3 separate regions of the Mus musculus genome follow, and regions 1 and 2 are each linked to region 3. The links are chromatin contacts, called in public Hi-C maps. All regions are on one chromosome and are shown on one strand. Each heading gives the region's core, a stretch centred on a gene start, on an enhancer-like site or on the middle of the called end of the contact. The rest is flanking DNA. Distances are from core to core; before and after follow the strand shown. Region 1 has its middle 65 kb from the start of Gm38791. Region 2 has its middle 35 kb from the start of Gm38791. Region 3 has its middle 87 kb from the start of Gm33429.

Region 1 (3,709 bases), core at 165-2,664, 160 kb before region 3:
ACACCATGGACCAAGGCAACTCTTAAAGGAACAACATTTTAATGGGGCTGGCTTACAGATTCAGAGATTCAGTCTGTTATCATCATGGTGGGAGCATGGCAGTGTTCAGGTAGACATGGTGTTGGAGGAGCTGAGAGTTTTACATCTTCATCTGAAGGCTTCTAGTGGAAGACAGCTTTCCAGGAAGCTATGATGAGGGTCTTAAAACCCATATCCACAGTGGCACACCTACTCCAACAAGGTCACACCTATGCCAACAAGGCCCCACCCCAAATAGTGCCACTCCCTGGACCAAGCATATTTAAACTATGACACTTATAATAAGTATAATTTTAATTTAAAAAAATAAGTAAAAGAATATGCTAGATCAATGCTAGCTGTATTTGGTCTAGACTGGGGGTTTGTAAACTTTCTGAGTTGTCCATCATCTTGCTGAGATGGAATCTTGGAAAGGCCGACAGGCTGAGCAGAAACCAAAACGGAAGAACATTTCAGCAAAGATGGAGTGGTTAGTGATGGACAGAAAGGTGGGACTGAAAGGGTCTGTTAGATTTAATTTAGGGAGGTTGCCATGATGGTAGCAGCAGGGTCAGTGCAGAGGTGGGGGGCTACAGACAGGGTTTATGATTTGGAGCATCCAGTGAGACTACGGCACTTTTAGGTTAAAAGGTATTTCATTTCTTGTTCTTTTGAGCCAAGAGACCCCAAACTAGAAACACAGAGGCTGGCTTTCATAGAACAGAATGGATAAAGAGAAAGGGTAAACTCAGTATTAGGGGTGGCCAGTGTGAAAGTATTAGGAGAAAGAGTGATGGTTTCCACCTGAAATCCCAATACTTGGGAGGTTGCTGTAGAACAGTTAGGAGTGCAGAGTCATCTTAGGCTACATAGTGGGTTTGAGTATAGCCTGGGGTACATGTCTTCAAAAAAAAAAAAAAACCTACAAAATTAAGGCACCACACTCAGCAGATCTATTATTTGTCAAGGAATTAAGATATGACTGCTGCCAAGGATTGGGACTGATATTCTAATGAAAGACCTGAAGCTGCTTTTGGCCCCCTTTGCTCTTTTGCAATCTTCCAGTTAAAAGCTAGACATGAGCAGTGGGTCTAGAAGAAGGGAGTCTTACACACAGCCTAAATCTTGCTCCTAGGTATGCAGCTTGACAGATTATTAGGGGGGTGAGTAAGAGGGGAGGGAGAGGGAGAGGGATCTGGGAGAGCAGTGTGTGCTCTAAACTATGAGCTATCTCTCCAGCCCTTCTTAACAGACTTTTGAACCTTGACCTCAACTTTTGGGGTAATCAAGCTTCAATTTTTGCTGGTTTTGTTTAGTTTAGTTTTGTTTTAACAGGTGGCCCTGAGCCTAATCTTTAGAACCTTGAACATTCCACAAAGGAGTGAGATGTGAGGCCACCAGGAGAACCTCAGCCCTGTCATATCTTTATCTTCTGAAGGACAGAGTACCACTCTGTGGCTCAGTGTCCTTGAGGCAGCAGATAGGTCCTCACTACATAAAAAATGAAGTCTCCAGGGTATTTTCCCAAGCAGTCATTATGGAAGAGTCTGAGTCCTCAGAGAACCTTGACTTCTTTATAACATCCTTCACATTGTGACTTTGCTACCTGCCCCCAGCCTGCTTTGTGGGTTTTACCAGAACATCATGGGAAGAAATATCCTAAAATGAAGAGCTCTCTACTGTGAGTTGGGAGAAAAAGGGTTATCTTATCTCCAAAAGACGTTACCCACTTCATAAGTATTCATAAGATCTTTAAAACCCACAAGGCAGAACCCACCAGCTGCTACTAGCCTTTGGTATTGCCCACTCTGACCTCTCCTTAGAGTTTTTGAATTAAATAATCTTCTGCTTAAGCTGTCTGCGCCTCTGGGTTCAATTCCCTTCAAGAAGACAAGGGTTGTGAGATTACTCTAACAAGATCACAGCAGTCCCTCCTTGTGCAGGATGAAGAGAAATGGTGGGGTCTTGTAGAGAGCAACTCTTCCGACCAATCTACTGGTACCTTGTTTTCGGACTTCCATACTCCAGGACTTGGAAAAAATAAATTTCTTTGTTATTTTATTTTTTGTTTTTGTTTTGTTTTGTTTTGTTTTTTTTTTTTTTGAGACAGGGTTTCTCTGTGTAGCCTTGGCTGTCCTGGAACTCACTTTGTAGACCAGGCTGGCCTTGAACTCAGAAATCTGCCTGCCTCTGCCTCCAGAGTGCTGGGATTAAAGGCTTGCGCCACCATGCCCGGATTTCTTTGTTATTTTTAAATAGTAACTAGGCTCAGTTATTTTGTCATAGCAACAGAAAACTTCTTAAGGAAATGGACTGGTATGGTAGTTGAAAGGACCCCATTTGACTCCATTTAAGGACCAGTCCTGTTTTTTTGGGGGGTGGGGTGGGGGGTGGGGGTGGGGAAGACTGTAAGGCACCAGCTCCAAGAACAGACCATAAAATCCAGAACAAAATCACAAAACCCTCTTCCAATGAACAGCCTAGGGATAACCACAAAAATGGGGAAATATCTTATTTCAGAATGGGCCACCTGTGCTGGGCAGCCCTATCTCATCCTATGGTTAAATGTTTATGACATAGGAGTGCAAACCACTGACCACCTATGACCCCTTAGCACCTACCAATGAAATTTTAGATTACCCAATCCTTTTAGAGAGCTCTCCCGGTTCCCTATAAGAAGGCCTGCATGCCTTTCCTGGGGTGGGTCACCATTTCGGAGAATGGTTGACCCCTGCATACTGGTTGTTTCTGCAGAATAAACACCTTTTGTCTTTGCATACTATCTGAGTCTAGGGTCTTCCTTCAGTGATTTTCAGACTCTTACGTAATTAGAAGCAGTATCTAGAAAAATTTTCTGTATTGACTTGTTCTACAGATAAGCCTACCTGGAAAAAATAAACCACCGGAAAAGGCAGGAAGGCCTGAGTATGCACAAGGTTCTGGGTTTGATCCCTGTCACTGCCAGTGGGGTTAGGAGACCGAGTGACAAGAAAACTATAGAGAAAACACCCATATCTATCTTCTGAGCCCTTAAGTTGGATACAAGTTCCCAGAAGTGTGCATTCAGCAGGTTTGGTACTGGGAAGGTTGTAAGAGAATGAGCTCTGGACCAAGGCTTTGCAGGAACAGCTGGAACAGTATTAAGCTTCATCAAATTACACATCACTGTCAATGTTTGAATCTGTCCCAAACTCAGAAATGGTAAGTATAGCAAATATATTTGACTAGCTATATTCTTGGCTGTTTCCTTTGAAAAGACTTTTCCTACAGTTTTGGTCTGTTTCTATTTCTTAAATTCCTCATTTAAGTCCTTTGTCCATTGAAAAAGCATCTTCTGGGGCTGGAGAGATAACTTAGCAGTTATTGCACTCAGTTCTCTTAAGAAGATCTGAGGGCTTTGTTTCCAGCACCTACCCAGGGCCGACAACATCTTTAACTCCAGGCATGTCAGGGCACTCTGGTGGAGTCAGCTTGTGAGGCAGAAATGCCAAAAAGCTGCTCATGAGAAATGAATTTCTAGGACTCTCCTCCTGGATATTCTGGCGAAAGCCAACTCTCCAGTTTGGATCGGTTTGTCAGGCGAAAAGCCTGGAAGCTGTTTCACGAGGATAAGAGTCCAGGGAAATTTTCCTCCCAGAGTTATGGCATCTCTTTCCCTAACCCATTATAATAAAATTTCCACCACATTAAT
Region 2 (4,059 bases), core at 325-2,824, 130 kb before region 3:
TAGTAGAGCAATGGTTATCTGTTAATATAATCACTTTATTAATCAACTACCATTTGATGTTTTGCTTGCCTCTGATTATTTACTCTTATCAAAGATAGTGAAAGAAAAATATTTAAAGAGGAATGTTTGTGTACCATTTTGAGGATTTCCTAGAATTGAGTGGATGTCTGGGTTAAAGAGCATACAAGCATACATCAATTATTCATTGATTTCCATTGTCAAACAGTTCTCTAGGAAGGTAATGTTTGGATCCCCCATTGATTCCTTCATGTGTCCTTCATTCCTTCAATAATGTTGGGATTTGGGGTATTTTTTGTTTTTTTTTGTTTTTGTTTTTGTTTTGTTTTGTTTTTTTGCTTTGGTTTTTCGAGACAGGGTTTCTCTTGTGTAGCCCTGGCTGTCCTGGAACTCACTTTGTAGACCAGGCTGGCCTCGAACTCAGAAATCCACCTGCCTCTGCCTCCCAAGTGCTGGGATTAAAGGCGTGTGCCACCATAGCCCAGATGGGTTTTTTTTTTTTAATAGTCTTTAATGTTTGATTAAAAAAAAAGTCACCCCCACCCCCACAAAGGCCATATCTTATACACTCCAAGGCCATGCAAGCTCTGCATCTGTCCTGTCTTCCATTCCTCTCAGTGCACCCCATCTCGGTGACCTTTATTCTCTTCATGAGCCTAGTTGTCTTCTGCTTCAAGTCTTTTCTACTTCCCCTCTGTTTTCTACACCCAAGGCTAGTCAGCATCACACCTTCCCAACCTGTCATTCCGCAGGATCTTCAAGTGTGATGAGGAGCTACTGAGGTTTCCAACCTAATCTTGCTCAACTCTTGGAGGAGATGAATCTATTTTAATAAACTCATACACTGGGCTCCTTTCAACTGAAGTGGGTACCTATCTTCTAGCAGTTTCTTCACATTGCGAACTGAGTATCCTAGAAGCATATGCTCTAGAAATATGGGGAAGCAGATATGGAAGTTAGACATGGTGGTCTTTAGAAAAGAGTGCTGGGAGCTGGAGGGGGCCTTAGTGGCACTGACTGCTTTTGCAGAGGACCTGAGTTCAGTTTTTAGCATCCACACTGGATGGTTCACCCCTTCCTTTAGCTCCAGACTTCACACCTCCTTTGGCCTCTGCAGGAACCTGGACTCAAGGGTATAGTCCCTTACCCAGACACAACAACACATAATTTAAAAAAAATGAAATAAATCTTAGAAAAATTCACACACACTGCGATAACAACAAAACCAGAATTCTGAATGGAAATGGCTCTGTTTTAACTAGTTACTGTGTTGATAGATTCTTTCAAATTGGAAAAGAATTTGTCAACTCCTGAAGGCTTAATTCAGGTGATCCTTATATCTCTACAGCCTATATTCTTTTCTCTGTATATATACTTTTCTTTTCTGTTACCTAGTATACTCTGTAATTTTTTAAGTTTCAAAAGCTTTCTTATTTGTGTGTAGTGGGCATATGGAAGAGGTAAACATGTGCCACTGTCCTTATGCAGAGGTCAGAAAACAACTTTAGAAAGTCAAAGTCAGCCTCACCTTCCACCATGGAATCGGGTAGTCAGGCTTACGTAAGCAAGGACTTTATTCTGACAAGCCATCTCTTGCCCAATACTTTATAATTATAGAGCTACTAACCTAAGTACTTATTTCTTTCTGCCTCAGGCCAATGGAATCAAGTCTTTTGTTTGTTTGTTTGTTTATTATTTTGGTCTTTGGAGACAGAGTCTCATTTCACAGCTTATGTTAACATTTTGTCTAAGCTCCGCCCCACAGTTACCTGGCAACAGCCAGGTAAGCCTGCCTCACTATAAAAGGAGCTGCTTGCTCTTCCTCTCTCTCTTGCCTTTCCTCTCTCTCTTGCCTTTCCTCTCTCTCTTGCCCTTGCTCTTGCCTTCTTGCTCCCGCTCTGTCCTCTCGTCCCTTCCTCCCTCTCTCCACAAACTCTTGGTTGGCCTCTACTTCTCAACTCCTCCCCCTCCCCCCTTCTCCTCCTTCTTCTTCCTCTCTCTCTCCCTCCCTCCCTCTACTACCCTCTCAACTCCCATCCCCATGCCCTGAATAACCTCTATTCTATGCTATACCACAGTGTGGCTGGTCCCTCAGGGAGAAGGATGCCTCAGCATGGGCCCGACTAGGCATTCCCTTCCCACACACCTCACCACACATGCACCAAACATACCCCTCCTCTCTCTCTATCTTTTTATAAACACACCAGCTTCACCAACCCTTAAACTTGTGGAGATACCCCTCCTCCTTCCCAGTGCTAGGATGAAAGACCTGAGCCCACACATTTAGGTTTGCTTACTACTTTAAATCCCAGGCCAAGTGCTGACCACATAGCAGAACTCTACCCTACGCTGTAGAGCCTTGTTTTGGCCTGGCCTGATGGTACAGCAGAGACTGTAGGATTTCAATTTTAAGGATTGCCTGGGCTACAAAGTGAGCTCATGGCCAGATTGTGTTACTTAATGAGAGTCTGATAATAGTAAATAATAATAATAATAATAACAACAACAACAACAACAACAACAACAACAGAGTCAAAAAGATATGGAGCTACAGATTAGTGGTGTGACATTTGCCTGGGAGGTCCTGGCTTTAAGTCCCTGATGGGATGGGCATATGGGGACTAGCCTTGGATCTGAATTCTTATCTAAACTAAGAGAAAAATGACGTAATACTGAGAAGGCTAAGCTTATTCCACGACAGACTTCAAATTGGCAGTTAAGGAGACAAGGCTAAGAACAGGGCAAGCCCAGGCAAGCCCAGGGCATTCGATTACTAATAGAACCTCCCCCAGGCTCCAGCCTTCCTGCCGATAATGGCTCCAGAATGCCTAGAGAAAGAGTAAGATGAAGCTCACCTGCCTCAGGATTCCAGTGTGCTTTGAAATGAGCCTGTGAGCTCACTTGGCTGTCTATCTATCTTGGTAAAGGGAGACCTCAGCATGCTGGGCTTCTGCAGAATAAAAAACTCTCTGCATTTGCATAGTGTTTGAGTCTGTGGTACCATTCTTTGGCGAATCATGAACCCTTACAGTACTTAGAGACTGGAAAAATGAATTTATTTACAGGTCTTGTCACAGCTAGAAAGACAGATACTCTCAATATGTTTCTGCTTTGCTCAAAGCAATGTCACAAAGTATAGAAAAGATGAAAGAAAAAAGCCAGGAAATGTACCGTGTCGGTGGTCTCCTGGAGGATGGCCTGTGTAGGAAGTCTCTGAGAATGAGTCTTCGTTTGGACAGTAGGGCTCCCGGAATTTCCTGGAGGACCCCTAATCCCTAGGAGCCTTCATTAACACATGAATGCTTGCTGTTTGTTGGACGAATAGCAGATTTACTAAGGGCCAGCTCAATTCATTTTTTTTTTTTTAAATCATTGACAAACCAGGAGCTAACACCTAAATGTTGTAAGGCAAAAAAAAAAAAAAAAAAAAGTTATTCCGACACAGCCAAACTTACAGTCTCCTGCAGAGTGGAGAAGGGAGAGAAGACTGAAAGCTGGGAGCCTCTTTATGACAAGTGAGCAGGTGACTGCAACAGTGGAACCTTGGTGTTGCCTTTATGATCGTGGGAAAGGTACATGTTATGGTCAGACAGTTAATAGAACATACCAGGAAACAGTTTATAGTCAATCAATTCTTGGAACAATGGAAACAATTTACGATGTGTCAATGACAAGATTATAAAGGAAGAAAGAGTCAGAAAAACAAGTTGACCTTAAGCCTGGGACATAATTAGAGAAAAACACCATTAAGGAGCAATATAGAAATAAATCAAATTCTGAAGAAAAATGGAGTCCGCTGTCCCTTTAACAATCAAGTGTGAATTTATTTCACTGCTCATATAAAAACTTTAAAGCAAGTATGTGAATTATTGAGTAGCTCCTCCTATTTTTGATTTGACATGATTTTTTTTTCCTGGCCTTTTTAGATTTGTTGTGTCCATTGGCTTTTGGCTTATAAATTCCTAAATTATCCCATTCCCTTTCAGAGCTGAAGGGAAGCACGGACAGAGAAGGATTCAGGGAAGAGTGAACATCAGGGCT
Region 3 (3,860 bases), core at 1,334-3,833:
TGTGTCCTTCTAACTGCACCTGTCATACTCAGACATGGTAGGAACATCATTGGAGGGAGATGCAACTTCATGCAGGTGACCCAGTCTACAGCTGGGGCCCTGGGTCAATCAATATAACTCCCTGCAGTGGCAGGTTTAAGGGTACATTAATAGGGCACTACAGAGAATGAGCAGGACACTAAACAGATGATGACCACTCCGTCAACAAAGGGACCTCAGAACCTCCCTTATTCTGAAGCAACAAGGGATTTTCCTTTCTCCGTCTTGTGTTCCATGGAGGAAACCAGCGCTTCGCCTTTGTGCTGCTTGCCCTCTTTCTTTTGGCTGCATGCTCTTTTCCATGTCCAGCAGTTTCTTGTTTCCCCAAGTAACATTTCAGGTTTGCTGACCGTACGATTTCATATAGATGGACCTGGAACACCTTTTCCTCTTGCTTCTCAGGTGTGATAGTGACTTAAAGATCCATCTTCGCTACTGTGCATGTCTCCACCTCCCCCCCCCCCCCACCTCCTGCCCCCATGAGGATTTCATTGTATGACTGTACCACAATTCACCGATTATACTTCTGCCTAGTGAGGGAGGTCATGAAGACAGTAAAAACACACAGTGCACCCAGGACCCCCATGCAACACTCAGAGGCAGCCTCAGAGCCCCTGTGTTTCTAGGGAGAACTGGTCCAAGGCAAAGGATGCTGACAAGCTCACCAAGTATATGTACACAGCTTGTGCACTCCAATCTGTTCCTGTCCCTGGCCTCCCCATCCACCACACTGTCTTAGGTATAGCTCAGCTGAGTCTACATCAGTTTCCAGCAGGCAAGCCTTTGGCTTTTATATTTCAGACTCCACGGAACAAGCTACTAATCCTTTTACCCCTGTAGGAAGTGACTGCTTGCAGATCCTTTGCCCATATGAGGTGTGAGGGGAGGCTACCTCACTGCAAGAGACTGGATCCCTGTTCTCACTTCTCCTACTGTGGGTCAACACTTGACCCTGTATGTTTTCCATTTTCCACCAGCTTGAATCTTCCGCTGGTCCCTTCCCTGTACGTTTCTTACCTGGCTTCTTACTATGGTTCATGACATGTGAGTTCTTTTTCCTGGGTAGGGCCCCAACAACTAAGTAAAGAGCTCCAAAATAAACATCCCGGTGCAGAAGTACACAGTGTCCTCTGGGGAGGAGTGTCCAGACGGCAACCTCGGGCACTGAGCAAGTCTCGGATGTTTATTCGTTCACTTACTTATTTACTCTAGTCATTAAATATAAAGGGCTAATCGTGATTAAGATGGCCAATTCATATTTAAATAATAGAAAAATAACTGTGTGTGGTGGCGCATACCTAAAATCCCAACACCTTGAAGGCTAAGGCCACTCAAGGCCAACCTAGGCTAGATAGTATAGTGAGTTTTAGGCCAGGCAGGGCTACACAGCAAGACCTCACCTCAGACAACAAAACAAAACAAACAAAAGTAGAAAAACAATTTAATTTCCTTTCTTTAAAAATCATAAAGACAAAAGAGAAAGTTGTAGAACCCTAACACTTTCCTGGCGTGGTGCCACATGCTATAGTCCCAGCTGCTCAGAGAGCTCAGAGGGCAGGAGGGTGGCTTGACCCTGAGTTTGAGACCATGAAGGGCGGCATAATGAGATGTTGTGTTTAAATCAGTGATTCTCAACCTTCCCGATGCTGAGACCCTTTAAAAGAGTTCCTCATGTTATGGTAATCCCTGGCCATAGAATTATTTTCCTTGCTATTTCATAACCATAATTTTGCTATTGTTGTGAATTGCAATGTAAAGATCTGATATGTTACCTCCGCAAAGGGTCTCAACCCACAGGTTGAGAACTGTTGATCTAAATGAGTTCTGTCTGGACCTAGTTCCTCATCTCCAAGCTCTCTTCCAGTTTAAACCTTGTGATTGAGAATGTGATTGTCATTCTTGGTGGTCATCTTGACAGGATTTAGAATCACCATGGGAACAAATGTCTGGCCATGTCTACAAGGCGTTTTCCAGACATGGTTAATTAAGGTAGAAAGGCTACCTGAAGTGTGGACTGGGTTCCCGGTGAATAAAAGGGAGAAAAGAAGATGAACAGCAGTGTTCGTCCCCCTCTGCTTCCTGACTGTGGATGCAACATGACCAGCTGCCTCCTGCCACCATGAAGGACTGTGTCCTGTTGAACTGGGAGCCTCCCCCCCTCTTAAGTTGCTTCTTGCCAGGTGTTACAACACAAGTAACTGAGCAATATAGATGGAAGTAACTAATACTAACCCTTCCTTCCTCTGCCTTATTAATATACTTTAACAATTTATTTTTTCTTTTCTTAGTTTTAAAATTCATAACATATGTGCTCCCTGGGTGTAGACTGCATTCTTTATTCATGAGTGGGCAGCTGAGTAAACATAATTACATTCCAGGAATCCCAGGAATTGGACGGAGGTCACACCAGTTTGCAGGCAACAGGCCTGGGCAGTTCCGTGGTGTGGTAGAAGATTTGCAGGCACACACCAGGCACTGGGTATGACTGTGGGCGTGAGACAGCTTGTCATGAAGTGGATGGAACGTGATGGGTATGATCAATACGTGGCACAAAGCTGGGGAGGATAGATGAAGAGACACTATGTCCTAGGACAGGTAGGGAGGACCTTTCAGTCCAGCAGCGCAGCTCACTGGCGTCTCTCTGCTCTCCCCGCCCCTCCCTTGTACTTCTGGATGATTTCCTTTAGTCTTTGGTTACCCTGCTCCACTACTATAAATAAGGAACTGAGTGGTTAAGCTAGCAGAGTATCTCCTCCCCCACTTCTCCTTTTTCATCTCAGTGTCCAAAGCTGAGCTTTAATCAAAGGCAGATGTGTAGAGGGAAACACCGACAAAGAAAACAAACATTCGGTTCCTGTGTTTTAGTCAGACTTAGCATTTCGGTGACAAAGTCCTGTAGAAAATAGCTCGGTGGAGAGAGGGTTTATTTTGACTCTTGGTTTCAGACGCTCAAGAGACAGGCAGAGAAGCATAAGAACAGAAGAGGTGTAGTGTGGTGTGGTGTGGTGTGTGTGTGTGTGTGTGTGTGTGTGTGTGTGTGTGTGTGTGTGTATTTTGGCAGAAGAGGCCTCTCACCTTATGAAAGGGAAGAGACTCAGCTTCCACAAACATGTCCCAGTGATCCACTCCGAACAACTGAGTCCTCTGAAAGGTCATCATCATTGATGTCGTCAAATCATGAACCACTAATAAACCTATCCATCAACTAGCTCAGAGCTGTCACGACTCAAACACTCCTCCAGAAACTTGAAAAAGAATTCTTCCTTTTTCTCCTCTCCTCTCCTCTCCTCTCCTCTCCTCTCCTCTCTCTGTCTCTGTCTGTCTCTCTCTCTCTCTCCCTCTCTCTTTCTTGTGTGCTCAAACTAACTACATCCCCAGGCAAAGTTTCTTTTCAGGTTTCATTATTTGATGACATCTCGTATCTAAAACCTTTCCTACAAATTGTCCTTTCTCATTGGTTGAGGTATCCAGCTACGGCAGGGGGCTTGCCTTGTCTAATATTCATGTCCTAACTTGTCAACTAGAATGTGACTTGTTTAACATTCATGTTTTAACTTGCCAACCAGGAAGTCAGTTACCCATGTACATGTCTCTTTCTGCTAAGTAGAACATCAGTTCCCACTTTACTCAACCCCTATTCAAAATGGAAGTCTTATTCCAAACACTTTCTTGAGGTTCTACGTTTCTTCCTGCCACTGGGGTATGGGAACACCGCTGGGCAGCTGAAATGCCTAGACACTAGACTGCATTTACCTTATGCCCACTGTCAGGCGCTAGGCTGGAGGGAAGCACCGATACACCACTTAGGGGCATGGGAAAAC

What was found. Hi-C and Micro-C count contacts between places; a contact is called where the count stands out from the background.
Region 1: a Hi-C map of liver shows a contact between it and region 3, with 8 times the contacts expected there. The contact joins two enhancer-like sites. A contact is called at or near these places in 4 of 484 Hi-C or Micro-C datasets (liver and nephron progenitors) and 3 of 115 datasets of contacts at active chromatin or transcription factors (cardiomyocytes, embryonic stem cells and memory CD8 T cells).
Region 2: a contact with region 3 is called in a Hi-C map of liver, with 2.4 times the contacts expected there. The contact joins two enhancer-like sites. A contact is called at or near these places in 1 of 15 datasets of contacts at CTCF or cohesin (large pre-B cells), 7 of 484 Hi-C or Micro-C datasets (the G1E-ER4 cell line, embryonic stem cells, liver and 2 more), 9 of 115 datasets of contacts at active chromatin or transcription factors (T-cell acute lymphoblastic leukemia, embryonic fibroblasts, embryonic stem cells and 3 more) and 1 of 9 other capture datasets (embryonic stem cells).

The regions. Positions count from the first base shown.
Region 1 is chr6:37,777,711-37,781,419 of GRCm38.p6, reverse strand. No RefSeq gene overlaps it. Among named protein-coding and RNA genes, the nearest start is that of Gm38791, 65 kb to the right of the region's middle. Within about 2 kb of position 1,414, at least 6 of the 459 cell types and tissues checked have an H3K27ac peak or open chromatin away from gene starts, as enhancers often do. A contact at or near this core is called in liver, where this site is marked.
Region 2 is chr6:37,748,001-37,752,059 of GRCm38.p6, reverse strand. No RefSeq gene overlaps it. Among named protein-coding and RNA genes, the nearest start is that of Gm38791, 35 kb to the right of the region's middle. Within about 2 kb of position 1,574, at least 12 of the 459 cell types and tissues checked have an H3K27ac peak or open chromatin away from gene starts, as enhancers often do. A contact at or near this core is called in liver, where this site is marked.
Region 3 is chr6:37,616,469-37,620,328 of GRCm38.p6, reverse strand. No RefSeq gene overlaps it. Among named protein-coding and RNA genes, the nearest start is that of Gm33429, 87 kb to the right of the region's middle. Within about 2 kb of position 2,583, at least 204 of the 459 cell types and tissues checked have an H3K27ac peak or open chromatin away from gene starts, as enhancers often do. A contact at or near this core is called in liver, where this site is marked.